Regions from separate parts of the Danio rerio genome. Here region 2 is linked to region 1. The links are chromatin contacts, called in public HiCAR-type maps. All regions are on one chromosome and are shown on one strand. Each heading gives the region's core, a stretch centred on a gene start, on an enhancer-like site or on the middle of the called end of the contact. The rest is flanking DNA. Distances are from core to core; before and after follow the strand shown.

The links. HiCAR-type assays count read pairs that join an accessible place to other places.
Region 2: a contact with region 1 is called in a HiCAR-type map of caudal fin, with 5 times the contacts expected there. The contact joins the promoter of ssbp1 here to the promoter of LOC101885512 in region 1. A contact is called at or near these places in 1 of 18 Hi-C or Micro-C datasets (caudal fin) and 2 of 4 datasets of contacts at active chromatin or transcription factors (caudal fin and embryo).

The regions. Positions count from the first base shown.
Region 1 is chr4:4,974,639-4,977,674 of GRCz12tu, reverse strand. LOC101885512 (apoptosis facilitator Bcl-2-like protein 14) reads left to right here and starts at 1,349. Exons shown (of 5, transcript NM_001328001.1): 1 at 1,349-1,390. The coding sequence starts at 1,389.
Region 2 is chr4:5,117,954-5,121,312 of GRCz12tu, reverse strand. It overlaps ssbp1 (single-stranded DNA binding protein 1), which reads left to right and starts at 1,354. Exons shown (of 7, transcript NM_001017806.1): 1 at 1,354-1,398; 2 at 1,968-2,039; 3 at 2,152-2,209; 4 at 3,079-3,219. The coding sequence starts at 2,016.

The DNA of each region.
Region 1 (3,036 bases), core at 100-2,599:
AAATAAATGTACATAAAAATCCACAAATTCCTGCATAGATAAAATAATAAATAATAAATATGCAATTAAATAAATGTACACAAAAAATCCAAAAATTCCTGCATAAATAAAATAATAAATAATAAATATGCAATTAAATAAATGTACACAAAAATCCAAAAATTCCTGCATAAATAAAATAATAAATATGCAATTAAATAAATGAACATAAAAATCCACAAATTCCTGCATAAATGAATTAATAAATATGCAAATAAAAAATGCATTTAAAAATCCAGAAATTCCTGCATAAATAAAATAACAAACAATAAATATGCAAATAAATAAATGTATATAAAAATTTACATTTTCCTGCATAAATAAATATATAAATAATGAATAGTGCTGGCAGGTAAATAATTAAATAAATTACACAAATGTTGAAAAAACTGAAGGTTTATTTCCCCCCATTTCAAATGTTTATTCATTCATTCTCATTAGTATGTTGACCTGAGGAAAAGTAAATCCGGAATTACATTCAGGAAATTAATAAACATTTGAAAGGGGGGGAAATAAACTTTCAATTTAGCATTTTTTTTTACCCCAATATTCGTGCAAATTTATATACTTTTCCTTATTTATTTGCATATTATTTAAAGTTTTATGTATTTATTTATTTGCATATTATTTAATGTTTTATTTATTTATTTGCATATTATTTAAAGTTTTATGTATTTATTTATTTGCATATTATTTAATGTTTTATTTATTTATTTGCATATTATTTAAAGTTTTATGTATTTATTTTTTTGCATATTATTTAATGTTTTATTTATTTATTTGTATATTATTTAAAGTTTTATGTATTTATTTTTTTGCATATTATTTAATGTTTTATGTATTTATTTGCATATTATTTAATGTTTTATTTGTTAGTGTATTTGCGTATTTATTTATTTATTTATTGTTTTTGCAGGTTTAGTCCTCAACAGATTTTGATTGTTTTTAAAAGTAAACCAAGATTAATTTAGCTTCTGGAGTTCGTGTATCTTGATTTAAGTTATGTGTTCTAGAAAACAGACGTAAGTTCAACGTAAATAAAACCCTTTTAATTTTGTAGGGAGATGACTTACATTTTTACTCCTTTGCTCTCTCTTTATGCAGAAACCAATCAAAACTTTTAAAATGTACATTAATTTTTCCATTTAAAGTCTCTTTTTATTCTTATTTCCACTTTAACTGTTCTGCTGAATCATTTAACTCGTCTATCCAAGTTAGCCTGTGACTAAAAAGTCTTGTGACTCTGCGTTGACGTCGGCCACGCCCACTTCCATTCAAACAAAACCAAAACCTTTGCCCTGCTTAACTTAGTTGTCATAAAGCGAGGAGACCAAGAGAAGCAGCAAGTCATGTAAGTATTTCCACTTTCCTATTTGTATTCTTCACTTTGAGAAAGTTAACAGTGCCTATAGCAGACTGCTGTACTGTTTGTAGTTGTTTTGATATGTTTGGTTTAAACTTCCGTGACTTCTTGTAAGTTACTCGTCAGTTTAAATGTTGAAATATGTCGAGAATGAGATACAATCACATCAAATCCTGATCAAATCACGTACAAGTGTTTTCTGTAGGACTAAAGCAACAGGGAAACGGAGTTTAATGGCGAGGGTTTATGGACATGCCCAGGCACAGTATCTACCATAGGCTATACATCAGCGATCGCTAGTTAATACTGTAATAAATAAAAATCATAATCTGAATTACTTTTGGATAAACTTTCCTGATTTTACTACTAAATACTTTCAATACAAGTACAGTGTTTATTTAAATTATTTAAATAAAATATTTTATTTAATTTCTTTAATGTGTATTTACTTACTTTAATTAAAAAAATACTATAGTGTTTAATCGTAAGTTTTATTGTGTTTCTGAGCAATATAATATACAATATTTACAGCTTTTTGTTAATGAATTCTACAGAATACTGTAGTATTAACATACTGTGAACTAATAAATAATTAATTATATAATTAATTATTAATAGTTTGTTATAACTAATAAAATTTTTTTGTATATTATAGCTTTTACTACAGTAAACTGTGGTGTATTGTAGTAAATATATCGTCTTGTTAAAATTAGTTTATTGGGTACTTTAATATTTAATATATGAAGAGTTCAGATGCAAAAACCTCTAGAAGCTGTTTAAAATTTCCTTTTAAAATGAGCATTTTCATAAGGCTCCTGTATGTAGGTTCAGTAATATCAAGTTTATGGCAAAGAATGCACTCTTTTAAAGGTCTTTAAAATTAAATAACAACATAAACATAGGAGTCTGAGAAAAAAAAGGCTTTTTTTTTCTATGAAAATTTCAGACGCACTTAGAGGTTTTTGCATCTGAACTCTTCATATAGTAGTCAATATTCGAAGTGAATCAAAAAAGTTACTCAAAATTGTTCAAAGACAAATAAATAAAGTATTGTTTATTAGTTTTAGGACAGCTTTGACAAAAGGAGAAGATCCACTTTTAATGTTTTTGACTATAGCTGTTACCGCATTAACCACAGTTATCATGTATAACCACAGCCACTATATAATTACCACCCCACATATTAATTTAAGTACTTTACTATAGTTTTAAAATGTATTTACTGTAAATTACTATAGTATTTTTTTCTTGTGTGTGTGTGTGTGTGTGTGTGTGTTCAGTAGAATGCAGCTGAAAATGACTAAATGATTGTAATTTAAAAGTTTTATGCATATATTTTAATTTAATACACATCAAAATAAGTGTACCTAATGTGGAATAATATTTAATTACTGCATATTTTTACATTTTAGGTTGAGTGAAGTTATTTGAAATGATAAAGTAGACCTTTTACAGTTGAAATCACAATTATTACAAGCCTTTAAATGTCACTTTAAGCTGTATAGGAGTTTCTTGAGAAATATCTAGTCAAATATTATTCACTGTCATCATGGCAAAGATAAAATAAATCTGTAATTAGAGATGAGTTATTAAAAGTTATTAGTTTTAATGTGTACAAAATCTTTTCTCCAATA
Region 2 (3,359 bases), core at 105-2,604, 140 kb before region 1:
AGACTAATTTTTGAACTAAAAAATGAAATAACTATTTGTTTATTATACTAAAAGGAAATAAAAATGGTCTAAAATTTAAATAAAGTAATACATTTTTATTAAAACACTTACTAATACCATACTAATTAAAATAAATAAATAAACATCTTTATTAACTTTATTGATTATTAAAAATTATTAATATTACATGTGTTGTTGATAATTTTGTATTATTCCTTCATTCATTTTCTTTTCATTTTAGTCCTGAGTCTAGACTGGAGTCGCCACAGCGGAATGAACCGCCAACTTATTCAGCATATGTTTTACACAGCAGAGGCCCTTAATTCCAGCTGCAATCCATCACTGGGAAGCATCTATACACACTCATCCACACACATACACTATGGAAAATTTAGCTTGCCTAATTCACCTATACTGCATGTCTTTGGACTTGTGAGGGAAACCGATGCCAACACAATGAGAACATACAAACTCCACACAGAAATGCCAACTGACTCAGCCAGCAACTTTCTTGCTATGAGGCGATCGTGTATTATACATAATACATACATTATTATGAACTGCTTTAAATAATTTCCATAATCAGCATACATTTGCAAAATGTTTGTCTTTATTTCACTTGCTCTAGATCAGGGGTTCCCATACTTTTCAGCCCGCGACCCCCAAAATAACAATGCCAGTGACTCGCGACCCCCAATATCCTCTAAGGTGGTTATAAATACAGAAATCTTGCATGCAATGACGCAGACACACCAATTAAATTTGTGTCAGTGCTTTAAATGTGCCAGAAAGTATAACCTGATGTTATCAAATCAAAATGTACTGATGCTATTGCTGCCTTTAATATAATGTAATTACCCCAGGGGTCGCAATCCAATAGATCTAGTAACTATAAGCTACTATAGTAACTATATAGTATATAGTAACTATAAACGACTATTTTTATTTTCAGTATAGTCATGGATAAAATATGTTAATTCTTATGGTTTAATAAAAATAAATCGATTTTTGGAAATCACCAGGCGACCCCCCCTTCATTGCCCCGCGATCCCTTGGGGGGTCCCGACCCCCACTTTGGGAACCACTGCTCTAGATCACCATCTGCATTATTGTTAGATTTGTACATTTATAATGTTTAGTTTGGGTCTGTAACGAGGTTTAATATTTTAATTTTAAGTTTAATATTTAAGTTTAGTAATATTAAGGATATTATTAAGGCTAAAAAGTAATACAACATCACTTTACCAAAAAGGTTTTATAAACAAAAAGAATCGCTGTTTATGACTATGTTGAACCGGAACTGACGTTATATGTTTCTTTTGCTCCTGGGGAATGTTTATGAAGACGCACCGGAAACAGCGTGGGGTTATTGCAGCCTTCTCAAGATCTACTGGATTTGTAAGTCAAAAGTTTACATTTACATTTCTATTTGATATAAAGTGCTAAGTCAATACTCCGTATAAAATCGGCGTACACTCGCTGTTCCGAATATCTCAAATACGTGACCCGTATTAATGTAACTTAAGTGCATGGCGGTAGATTAACATGTGTCTCTTCATTGGATTTGCCGAAAGTAGATACAGAACCTCCAACTAAATCATGACATCGCAGTCTTTATAAGAATCAGACAAAAGTTCTGATTTTAACTGTATGCAATTCACAAATATGTACACGTCTTCTTGCAGAATTTATCTCTCGTTTAATAATAATGGATTTAAAAGTTAAATAAAAGCTAACATAAAATGTACATTTTAAATCTTTTTTGATGCATGATGACAATCTTTTTGAGCATATACGTATTTTTTAGTGCTTTTCTTTTATTGTCTATTGATGATGTCAAACAGTTGTTTCCTGTATTATATTATTACACTTGTCATTTATATTACTATGCCTAATCGCAGTGTTTCCTTAAAAGTTTTTCATTAAATCACTAATTTGTTTTAATTATGTTATTTTCTCTTTATCAGTCTGGATGACATATCGGTAAACATTATAGCACCATCGACGCAGCAGAGATGTTGAGAAACGCCTCCGCACAGGTAACAATACAAGAAGTATACAAAAAAGTATTATGTTCAGGTTTGTTGTATTGTGTTATGATGAGCTGTTTGATTCTGATTATTAAATGGCTGTTTTATTCTGTCCTGACAGATACTGAAACAGTTTGTCCGTCATAGGACCACAGACGCAAGTCTGACCTTGGAGAAATGTGAGGATTTATCAGACACCACACACACATTGCTTTTTCTTCCAGTAGTTTGACCTGTTGTTTGACACTTTTGAGAGCTGTCAAACAACATTGTAATCAACTCGTTGTTTACTCCAGGGTTTCTGTGGGGTCTTAAAATGTCTTAAATATATCAAAATCCAAATTTAAGGACTTAAAAAGTCTTAAATTTACTGAAATATTGTGTTGTAGGTCTTAAATCTTTGTTAACATGTCTTAATTTTACTTTGTTCATGTATTGCTACAAAATCTGGACAAAACCCCATACAATCACCAACAATCATCTCATCAAAACTTTACAATTTTTATTTAAAAAGAGGTCATTTTTAACTCTATTTATCATAATAGTGTAATTATTTTCCTTACAATAACATTTCTTTAAACGTTCTTCATGTATTTATTGCTGAGGATCCTGACCTGGACAGAATGTTGTGCATAGATTTAGTTTATTATAGTTTTTAAAACTTTTAAAACATTTGTTCTTTTTTATTTAACAGAAAGTTATCTTGGAAAAGTGTATGGATAGAAGTAGAGCTTGCTTGTTTTTACACAATATTAATCATAAAAATATAGCTAAATAATAAAAATTAGCTAATAAATAAAATCTCAAATATTAAAATTTTTATTATTAATGTATTATTATTATTATTATTATTGATTGGGCAAATAAAAATCTTTTCCATCTGGGCCATTTGAAAAATTCCTTAGCCTTTAGCTCTTTAATTACACTAAAGGGCAGCATAGTGTTTTACTCAAGCATGAAAATTAAAATGCACCATTTCTTTGGTTCTCTTTCTGGATATAGAAGTATATAATTTTTTATGGCTTTTATTGTTATTATTTTTTTAAAGCTATTAACAAGGTGCAGATTCTTGGGCGAGTCGGGCAAGACCCCGTCATGAGGCAGGTGGAGGGCAGAAACCCCGTCACCATCTTTTCTATGGCTACAAACGAAATGTGGCGGTCCGGGGAGGGAGAGCCAGTTGGCGCAGGTGAATGCTTAGGGATCAATCTGTCTTTTTTGTAAAGATATACTGCAAGTGTTTGTTTTTTAATTCAATAGGGTGTATGCCGAGCTAGTGTTGTTCCCATACTGATAGACTTCCGGTGACCTGTTATTGTGATTTTCTTT